Linked DNA regions of Mus musculus: region 1 is linked to region 2. A link is a contact called in public Micro-C data. All regions are on one chromosome and are shown on one strand. The core of a region is the stretch at or near the end of the contact, and the rest is flanking DNA. Distances in the headings are between cores, read along the strand shown. Region 1 overlaps Dis3l2 (DIS3 like 3'-5' exoribonuclease 2). Region 2 overlaps Dis3l2 (DIS3 like 3'-5' exoribonuclease 2).

Evidence for each region. A called contact is a pair of places that touch in the nucleus more often than the background predicts.
Region 1: a Micro-C map of muscle stem cells shows a contact between it and region 2, with 4 times the contacts expected there. The contact joins two enhancer-like sites. A contact is called at or near these places in 1 of 484 Hi-C or Micro-C datasets (muscle stem cells), 1 of 115 datasets of contacts at active chromatin or transcription factors (embryonic stem cells) and 1 of 9 other capture datasets (embryonic stem cells).

The regions. Positions count from the first base shown.
Region 1 is chr1:86,998,518-87,003,704 of GRCm38.p6, forward strand. All of the region lies in intron 13 of Dis3l2 (DIS3 like 3'-5' exoribonuclease 2), which reads left to right. Among named protein-coding and RNA genes, the nearest start is that of Gm28375, 66 kb to the right of the region's middle. Within about 2 kb of position 3,059, at least 15 of the 459 cell types and tissues checked have an H3K27ac peak or open chromatin away from gene starts, as enhancers often do. A contact at or near this core is called in muscle stem cells, where this site is marked.
Region 2 is chr1:86,755,358-86,760,116 of GRCm38.p6, forward strand. All of the region lies in intron 4 of Dis3l2 (DIS3 like 3'-5' exoribonuclease 2), which reads left to right. Among named protein-coding and RNA genes, the nearest start is that of Dis3l2, 54 kb to the left of the region's middle. Within about 2 kb of position 2,959, at least 12 of the 459 cell types and tissues checked have an H3K27ac peak or open chromatin away from gene starts, as enhancers often do. A contact at or near this core is called in muscle stem cells, where this site is marked.

The DNA of each region.
Region 1 (5,187 bases), core at 1,809-4,308, 240 kb after region 2:
CAAATGTTCCCTTGTCCCTCAAGAACCTGCGGGTATCACAGACCAATGGCAGAAATGTCTGGGGGACAACATACAGGTGTTTTATTTTACCACACAAGGATATATTAAAAAAAAAAGTTAGGGTAGTGGTGGCCCACGCCTTTAATTCCAGCACTTGGGAGGCAGAGGCAGGTGGATTTCTCAGTTTGAGGCCAGCCTGGTCTACAGAGTGAGTTCCAGGACAGCCCAGGTTATAAAGAGAAACCTTGTCTCAGAAAAAAAAAATTACTAAGCTAGGGCTATATAGCTTAGCTGTTAAGTGCTTACCCAACAACATGAGACCTTGGGTTCAATCTGCTGCACAACATAAACTGTGTAGTGGCCACACACCTGAAATCCCAGCACTCATGAAGTAGAATCAGGAGAATCAGAAGTTCAAAGCCAGTTTCAAATACAGAGAATCTGAGTCCAGCTTGGAGTGCATAAAACCCTGTCTGGGAAAGAAAAAAAAAAAAAAAAAAAAGCAGTGTTCCCGTACACATGAAGCATTCTATCCCCAAGACAAAGGAAATACACGATGTGACAATATGAAGTAGGTTTCTAATACATTTTTAGTTATTTGGGGAGTGTGAAGATATGCATCACAGCACACAAATGACGATCATAGGACAGCTTACAGCAGTCAGCTTTCTTCTTATACCACATGGGTCCGAAGATGGAACTCCAGTTGTCAGACTTGGCCGCAGGCGAGTTTATCCACTGAGCCTCTCTCCGGCCATGAAGCAGTTACTTTACGTTGACTCGCTTGAGCTTGTTGGGAGCATGCTTAATTATTGCTTTGCTCACTTTGGTTGCCTCAGAGTAGCTTGCGAGAATTACTAGACTCACACGTTAGACCCAGATGTCTTCTGCCTTCTGATGAGGAGCAAGCGTGTGAGTAAGGAGGGGAAGCAGGTCACAGTCCAAGCCGCTCAAGTCTGAGCTGCAAATCCTTCATTGTACAGACGGCTCCGAATCAGAACACTTCCTGTTGCTACAGTCAGGACGGTTATAGTTTTTATTGTTATAAATGACATTGTAATTAATACCCTTACACAGAAAGTGTAAAAGTCACTTAGAAATACAAACATCATAAACTACTAGGTTGAAGAAAATTGACTTTTTCTGTGTCAATTCTTAAGATTAACTTTGATTATTTTATTGTAAAATGAATATATGTTCATACTGTAAACATATTTAAATAAACAAGGAAAAAGTAGCCATTGGCTATGCCTCACCTAGTAATAATACTTAATACTGTTCACTTCAGAGCTTTTGGCTTTCTGGGTGTTTTCCAGAAGGTTGGACTAATTGAGGTTTACCCCATCAGAGAACAGTGCTATGCTGTTACTCTTCTCAGCAAATTCAGTTTGTGGCTTTGCTTTAATCTTTGTTAGTGTAAGTAACTTGGAAGTGGTGTTCCATTGTTTGAGTTGCCTTTTTTCCTCCTGTGTCTCTATCAACTCTCAGGCCTGTCTTTGCCAGGTCTGTGGAAAGCAGATGCTACATCCCATCCCTAGGACTGCCAACAGCATCAGCACAGGCCCCTGCTCTGATCAAATACAACCACCTTTTTCCCTATGAAGATAGAATTATATACAATAAAGTCCACCATCTTTAGTGTATAGGTCCACAAGCTCCACACATAATCATATGTCTACCATGGTCAAAATACAGAATAGTTGCCTCACCCAATAAGCTCCACATGTGCCCTTCGGTAGGCAGACTGTCTCACTTATCCTCAGTCCCTAGTAAGCCACACATGAGCACATGCATACAGGGTACAAAGGTCAATTTAAGGTACCATTCTTCAGGTGCCCTCTACCTTGTTTGTTGAAACCGGATCTTTTACTGAGACCCAGAGTCACCAATTGGCTCGCCTATCTAACAGTAAGCTCCAAGTATCGTCCTGTCTCCTCCTCCCCAGCACTGGGATTACAAGCATGTGCCACCATGCCTGGCTTTTAATGTGGGTTCTGGAGACCAAACTTAGATCCTCATGCTTGCATGGAAACATGTTCCAACTGAGCTATCTCCCTATTCTAATTTTTGCCCATTTCTTAGGTGGGTCTTTTGGTTTCCTAGTACTAAGTTTTGAGGATTCTTTTGCTATTTTAAATAGAACCTCTACCAAGTTGTGTGATACTACAAGCCATCCAGCTCATTCTTTCATCCCTTGTCTTATTCTTTCTGGCTCTTCTTTATTCCCTTTCTTTTGAAAAGAAGTTTTTAATTTTGAAGCAGTCCAGTTTACCAATTGTGTCCTTATGTTATCAAATCTAAGATTTTTGTTTTGTTCGTTTTGATGGTATTATTATTTATTATTATTATTATTTAATGTATGTGAGTGCTCTATCTGCATGTATACCTGCATGCCAGAAGAAGGCATCAGAACTCATCATAGATGGTTGTAAGCCACCACGTGATTGCTGGGAATTGAATGAGGGACCACTAGAAGAGCAGACAGTGCTCTTAACTGCTGAGCCATCTCTCTAGTCCTATTCATTTTTTTTTAAACAGTCTTGCTATGTAGCTCAGACTGGCCCCAAACTCAAGATCCTCCTGACTCAGCTTCCCAAGTGCTGAGATTACAGGCTTGTTCCTCTAACTCCTGGCATGAGAAATCTTTAACTGACCTAGAATCACAGATTTTCTTCTAGAAGTCTTATAGCTTCAGAATTTATTTCTACTTTCTCTCTTCCTTTATAAACACATTCCTAGGCCCAGACATTTCTTTTGGAAAAAAGTTCCAATAACAGAACTGGACACACCTGAGCAGATGTAGGGTAGAGTCAGACCTGGGAGTCTTGCCAGGCACAGTACCCTCCTGGAGCCATCTGCAAAGAAGTTACCTCAGGAGTGGCTTGTAAGCAGATCTTCTCTGGTTTTAAAGACTTGGCATAAAACTGAAAAGTGTATCTTTTGAATCAGGGAGCAGAACGATAAGAGAGAAATCTCTCAGCTCTCTAGACAAATCCTCTTGACTATCACAGAGCTGATGGTGAGCGGAGCCAAGCAAGACTTTGTCGATTACATGCAAACGCCCAAGTCAGTGACTCACTCAATCATGCTTTAATCTCATAACTCAGTGGCTTTAAAAATTACAGTCAACAAGGCAGCTCGTGGGTTACAACTGCCATTGGAACTAGGTTTTCTCTGAACAGCTGGAGTGTAATGTGGTGGGAAGAAAGCCTGCTGTGGGTGAGAGGCCAAAGACTGTTTGCCTGGGAAGGATGTGCAACTAACGTTTGATAAAAATCTGTGAAATGACCACCCTCAGCCAATCTAAGTAGAGGCCTGCCATTTTCATCCATGGGAAAGTGCATCACAGCAAAAGCATTCAGAAGGCACTGGTAAGACAGTGGCAGTCACCATTCATCAGACAAGACAGCCCTGACTTCAGGAAGTGTCAGGAGTCAGAGTATGAGTATGGAATATTAACAGAGCAGGCAGAAGATTCCAATTCTAGTCAAGGAGGGCCAGTGAGAGAGAACAGTTTGGGAATGGCTTCTCTGAACAGATCCAGGCAGATCAGTGCAGTCATTTGCTATGTTCTAAAATGTGTAGGCCTCTGCCATAGCTGTGTCACGGAGGATATATAAACAGGCTGTTCTTTGAGGACCTCATTGGGCTGTCCCCAGGCACAAACATTTTCTTAATTTCAATGTAGAAGCTGTTACCCACAGGAGAGATGGAGTAGGACTTTGGTTTCAGAGCCCTATCTATAGCAGCTTTGTTGAGACCTAACTGGAAAGGCTCAAGATAGGACATCACACAAGGCATTTAGAAGCTTGTAGCAGTCATCAGACATCAGACCAGACCTGACAGGAAGAAACAGGTGAGTCTCAAGAGGGTTCATCAGGATGCTCACGAGTTTCTGCCTGCACAGCATGGGCATATGGTATTACCAGGAGAAGCCATCTATCTGCCCATAGGGGACAAGCAGACATCAGTTGGGTGATAGGGACATGAAAACTTTCTGGCCCATCTTTATATCTGTTCCAGTGAAAGATGTGTGAGGTCCTCACCCCTGAAGGCTCTATACTTCCCTCTCCTGCTAGACAGTCTAGCGAGACTAGGAAGCAACACAGAATCTAGATGAGGCCTCTGTGAGCTGCCCAGGTCCTTAGGAGTGGAGTGGGGCAGGACCCGTTACAAGAGTACACCCCCCGCCCCCGCAATGAGCCCAGTTGTTCACTATGGGGCCGGGAACATCACCCAGCAGGCCCTATTGGTCCTGGCCTGCTCCCCTCCCTCCTTACCTCCTCACTCACTCTTCCCAGCTCGATCTTTCTCGCTTGTTAGAGAGAGAAAAAAAGTGAATTCACTCCCAGTCCTTTTGAAACCCAATGTGTCAGTGATCGATGAGGCTGTATTCTCTAACTTCAAAGGAGAAAAACTAAGTAGAGTGAATACTGGCCAGGGGAGTTGAAAAGTCCCAGGGAGTAGGAGACACAGGAGTGACCCTGCCATCATGAGGAGCACCCCCCATCCCACCCCTGCTGGTGCCATGCAGAAGCACAGACAATGCCACTTTCAGTAAATCATGACGGATCCTGAATGCCCAGTTTTGTCCTGTTTTCAATGGGCTGTGGGCATATTGCTTAAGATATAGCAAGCCATTTGTGCTGGGTTCCCAGCTACTCAAAGGCTCGACATTTGAGTGTTCTCTCAATTGTATAATAGAGCCTTTGCATATGTGATTTGGGGGGAGGGTTTTTTCCTCCAGATTTCCATAGCTAATCATAGTAGAGGTGACCTCAAGTGTAGTGCAGACCATTGTCCCTCTTCACCCCTGCAGATCTTAGCAGTGCTGAGCTTTAGGGATATTCAGGCAGCACCTAATTCAATCACACATCTGACCCCTGCCTCTTTGGCCACTCCTCTGAGCTCAGTAGCTCCCTGGGGTCTCCCACCCCACAAGCCTGGATCCTCAAGAGCCTTTGTACTGAGTAGAAAGTGCTCAGACCTTCCTCCACCCTATCCAGATTCCCACTCCCCCCGCCTGAATTTAAGCACAGAGAATCCAGTGCTGCAGGGCCACTTGTTCTCACAAGGCTGCACTTGTGGAGATGCCTGTGTGAAGCACCCTGTAGACATCCCATGCTAAAGTCTTGGGAACACAGAGAAAGAAAACCCTGGGGTCATTTAAGGGCTGGTGTGGTCATT
Region 2 (4,759 bases), core at 1,709-4,208:
TTAAGCAGTGGAGTGTGTAGAGTGTGTTTACATGTGGTTAGATTCTAGAGTTTGCTCATACTATGACGATCACATTCAAGAAGGTGCCACGTGCCATCTTAGAATCAAGATTAGCTATCTCAGTAGGTTCTATATAATCAACATTTCTCACATTAGAAAGGTTGACTTTTTTTTTTTTTTGTAGCCTTCTAGTTGGAGGAGTTTAACTAAGTTTAATTAAGGAGTCCTCGCTCGTGTATGAGAAACAGTGATTTTTAAGCATGAAAATCTCACTTAATTCATCCCGTGAGATATCTGTGAACTGACCAGAGTTCAGACCTCTCATCTACTCTGTTTGCCTCGCTGGCTGCAAGGATACAGGGGACTGTAGACGTTTGAAAACTTTACTATAGCTTTTTATTTTTCCTAAGTGTTGAGTCTTGAGTTCTTTGAAGTTAAATCCCTGTTAGGTTAGCACTTAACACATGTGAAGCCTAGAACTAAGGGACAGTTCCAAATATATAAGAGGTTATGAATTGGGCTGGAGAGATGGCTCAGGAGTCAAGCTCTCATGCTGCTCTTGCAGAGGATAAAAGTTTGGATCCCAGCACCACACCAGGGTCTCACAGTACTGTAACGTTAGCTCCAAGGAATCGGATTCCCTCTTCTGCTTTGGTGGATACCTACATGCATGGTTATTCACCTTTGCATACACATGAATAAAAATAACATTAAAATAAATTTTATGACAAAGATACCTCTTTGTACCCATGTTTGTTTACATATAGAATTCATATTCTGTGGAGCTTTGGGCTGACTGTTAACCTGTGTTCTAACACCTTTCTTTCTCAAGCTTGATTCTTGTCTTCTCTTGGTTCCTTTACATCTAACCAGGGCTTGAGCATATGCATATGCATATATGGCTATCTTACCCTACAGGTCTGAGTTCTATATCCATGTTTCTTAGCAATACCATTCCTTAACTTGCATGAAGTACAGAGTGCCACCTCGGTGCTTAGGCCGATTTCAGGGGAACACATTCTTTTACCTCTTAGAATTTCTTGTCAGATGAGGAGGTGTACAGAGTCTAGTTAGGATCCTGCAAGTTAAATTCATATTCTTTGCTTTACAAATATTATGTTTATATGCTTCAGTCTGGTCTGTTAACATTAGGAAGGAAAAAGCAAAACATCTGTGTTTCCAAGGTTTATATTTGTTTTTCTATTTGAAACTTTTACCTGTCATATTCTATTTAGAAAGTTTTAGATGGATGCAGTGTTAGGATGGTTTTTCTATAAAATATGTATATGTTGTTTTATCTAGAACCTAATGGAATAGTCACATTCTCCCAGAAACTATTAATACTAAATTCACCCCTGGGAAGACTGGCAGTAAAGGCTGCTTATCAAGGCCCAATTGTAGGTGAATATACTCTAATTTTGGATGTTAGAATGGTACTGTATTCTTGTTTTGGGGCTCTTTTGGTCAGTTTCAATATTTAGAGGCATTGTAGAAAAGAATTAATAGAATTCAGTAGCATGAATTTCTGGCTAAGTATAGTTTATGTCCGCATCAAGACCAAACTTGTGTTGAATTGCAAAATGCCTACAGGTAGACTAGGAAGTGCAGTGTTGGGGCTTGAATGCTTACCTGTAAGACAGGAACACGTAGGAAAAGAACCTATGGTCTGAGCACAGGAGATAGAAAGATTTTCTCATGTCTAATATGAAGAGTTGATAAAATACCCTCTGTTAGATTAGGTTTATTCTTACTCTAAAAATGTTTACTGGGTGCTATTTGCCATTTGAAAATATCCACCTAGTCCAGTGGGCTAAGTCCTCATCATCACGTATGAAAGAATATTTTGTATCGAAGGAACTTGATTTGGAATTATTATAATTTCTATTGGTAGTAAGTAGATTTTTTTCCCTTATGGTAGATTCTAAATGTATGGAATGTGTTACATATGTCTACCTGCTAGTATCTTGGAATTCTTGGCAAAAATAAAATACAAAGTGAAAATTAAAACAAATAACTTTTAAGTAAAGTAAGATAAATGATAATATTACAATATCTTTTTTATCTTTTTTTAGTTGAGCTAAAGAAAAGGAATGGACAGCTTGTTATTTTTTTCTGTTCTGGATTATATTGGTCTATGAAGCTCTGTAATTTGTGTCTTGTCATGGGAGGCATGCTTTATCCAGCTGTGGAATTTATTCCTGGTCCAAAAGGATCTATTATCTCATCAATAGAGGATACTCTGAGCATTATGACATTCTTATATTATCTTCCTTCATTCTCTCTTTTTAAAGTTAGATGTGTCCACACTCCTTTTATTTTTCTATGGATGTTTACCATCCACTTCCTGTCTCCTTCCTCACCCTCAACTATGCTATTCTTTCTAATGGATAAGGTGAGTCTTCCAGTGTCCAAGTGAAGAGTTGAATTGTGTAGCTTTAAAATCCAGTTAAGAGGGATAATATTGAACAGTTCCTAAGTTTAGGATCTTTTATTTTGCTTTCTAAGACAAAATTTCTCTACAAAGCCCTGGTTGTCCTGGAACTTGCTTTGTAGACCAGTCTGGCCTCTCAGAACTCAAGAGGTGTACCTGCCTTTGCCTCCAGAGTACAGGGATTAAAGGTTCCGTCATCACCTGGCTTAAGTTTATTATCTTTAAAATGACAGACTTGGCTGTAGATAATAGGCTTCTGAGTGAATTGAAGAATTGAGTAGTGACACATTAGCTAGGAGTTGTCTTAGATTCTACTCATTCTCTCTTCTTGGTTCTTTAAGACAGTAATGCTAAAGTCTAGTCATCGAATCTTTCTATTTCTGAGCTGCCAAAGGAGGAGTACAGCTGCTTGCTGAGGAGACTTTGCATTGCTGATGTTTTGATACATGAGAATGGGTTAGGATGACCTCTGAGCAGCTGCTCTCTTCATTGGAGGGCGGTTCCTAAGATCAGGGTGCTTTAAATACATTGCAGAAAGCAACAGTTGGTGGTGATGTGTCACACTCGTGTGGTTCACGTTCTATTTACCAGTCATCTCTGTTTCTCTGAGAAGCTCATCACAGGGTCAAACTGCCTTACTTCTTTATGGCTAACACGGTAGCTGTTCCTTAGGGACGAGGGTGGGGTCAGATTTGGCAGAGTGTAGGCCACAGCTGCCAGTCATCACTAGACTGGAAATTGAATAGAAAATCTGTTTTAAAATATCTTGAATTTGTTTGTAGCTGGGAGGAGTTGGCAGATTTAGAATGCCCATTTTAACTAACTAAAATTTTATAGTACTCAAGTTATTTGAATGTTAAATATTAACAGTATAGAGTGTCTGTATTACAAATCAGTGACTTTCCAGACACTTTTGCTATTAGCTCCTGTAAGGAAAGCCAACATTTAACTTCTCTTTTATTCTCTGAAAAGGAACGCGATGACTTGGAAGACTAAAGAAGAGCACATGTTTGTCGAGACATTTTTCTCTTGGCCTCTGACCCCCAAAACTTGTTTTTATCTAGCTATTTTTTGCATTAGATTTTGAAGTAGATGCCCGGTGAGTTTGCTGGGCACCACCCCATTTACCACGGGGCCTTTCTGGCTGTGAGACTGAGCATGCCTAAGGTGTCAGTGCTTCATGTTCATGGTCTAGAGCTTACCATGCTCTGACGTCAGGAGATAGAGGTTTAAAGATGTTTCATGAATCTTAATCTATTTTCATTTAAAATTTCATGTAGGAGTACTATATTTAAATTATTTCCTTTCCCTCTCATTCCTCCAATTCCTCCTGAGTCTTCTCACTACTTCTCATAACCTTATATTTTTATGTGTATACATGTGCATGTATATACTCATATGTTTATATATATAAATGCATAAATGTAACCTGCTGAGTCACTGTGGTGTTCTATATGTGTTTAGATTGTTAGGTAACCAACTAAGATGCTCATTGAGGGGAAGTCTGATTCTCTCTCTTCCGCCAGTGATTAAGTTTTCCTGTATCTGAAGTATGTGGTATCTTCAGCAATAGGGATTGACCTTCAATTTCTGGGAGGCATTTTAGGGCAACAGCACTAGCATATGTTATTTTGAGAGTCTTTTGGACTCTCTTGACCAACAACTTGAAAGAAGGTTTCCTGTTTTCTGGCACTGAGGTTTTAAATGTGATTCCTTAGGGAATCATATATTTTTTATGTTTACTTAAAATTACATATAAGTGTAAATGTTTACATATGTATCTGTTAAATTAATTTTAGTTCTTGCTCCTTTCATCTCTCTCTGCTTTATTTGGAGGTTTTTCTTTTTCTGTTTTGTTTTTGTTTTTGTTTTTTTGAGACAGGGTTTCTCTGTATAGCCCTGGCTGTCCTGGAACTCACTCTGTAGACCAGGCTGGCCTCAAACTCAGAAATCGGCCTGCCTCTGCCTCCCGAGTGCTGGGATTAAAGGCGTGCACCACCACCGCCCGGCGGTTTTTCTTTTTCTACTCTAAAGCTAAAAAGGATAACATAAGAATATTATCTTTTTCATTTTAGTAATCAGTCTACAGTGTTAGTTTTTTTCTTTATGTGCTTTTCTTTGTTTTTGTCAGCCTTTAGTAGATCTCTTTAAGTATTTGGTGATTTTAGCCTCAGCTAGTCTGTTCTTAGGTTTGAATTTTTTTTTATATTATTTATTATTATATGTAAGTACTCTGTAGCTGTCTTTAGACATACCAGAAGAGGGCATCAGATCTCATTATGGATGGTTGTGAGCCACCATGTGGTTGCTGGGACTTGAACTCAGGAC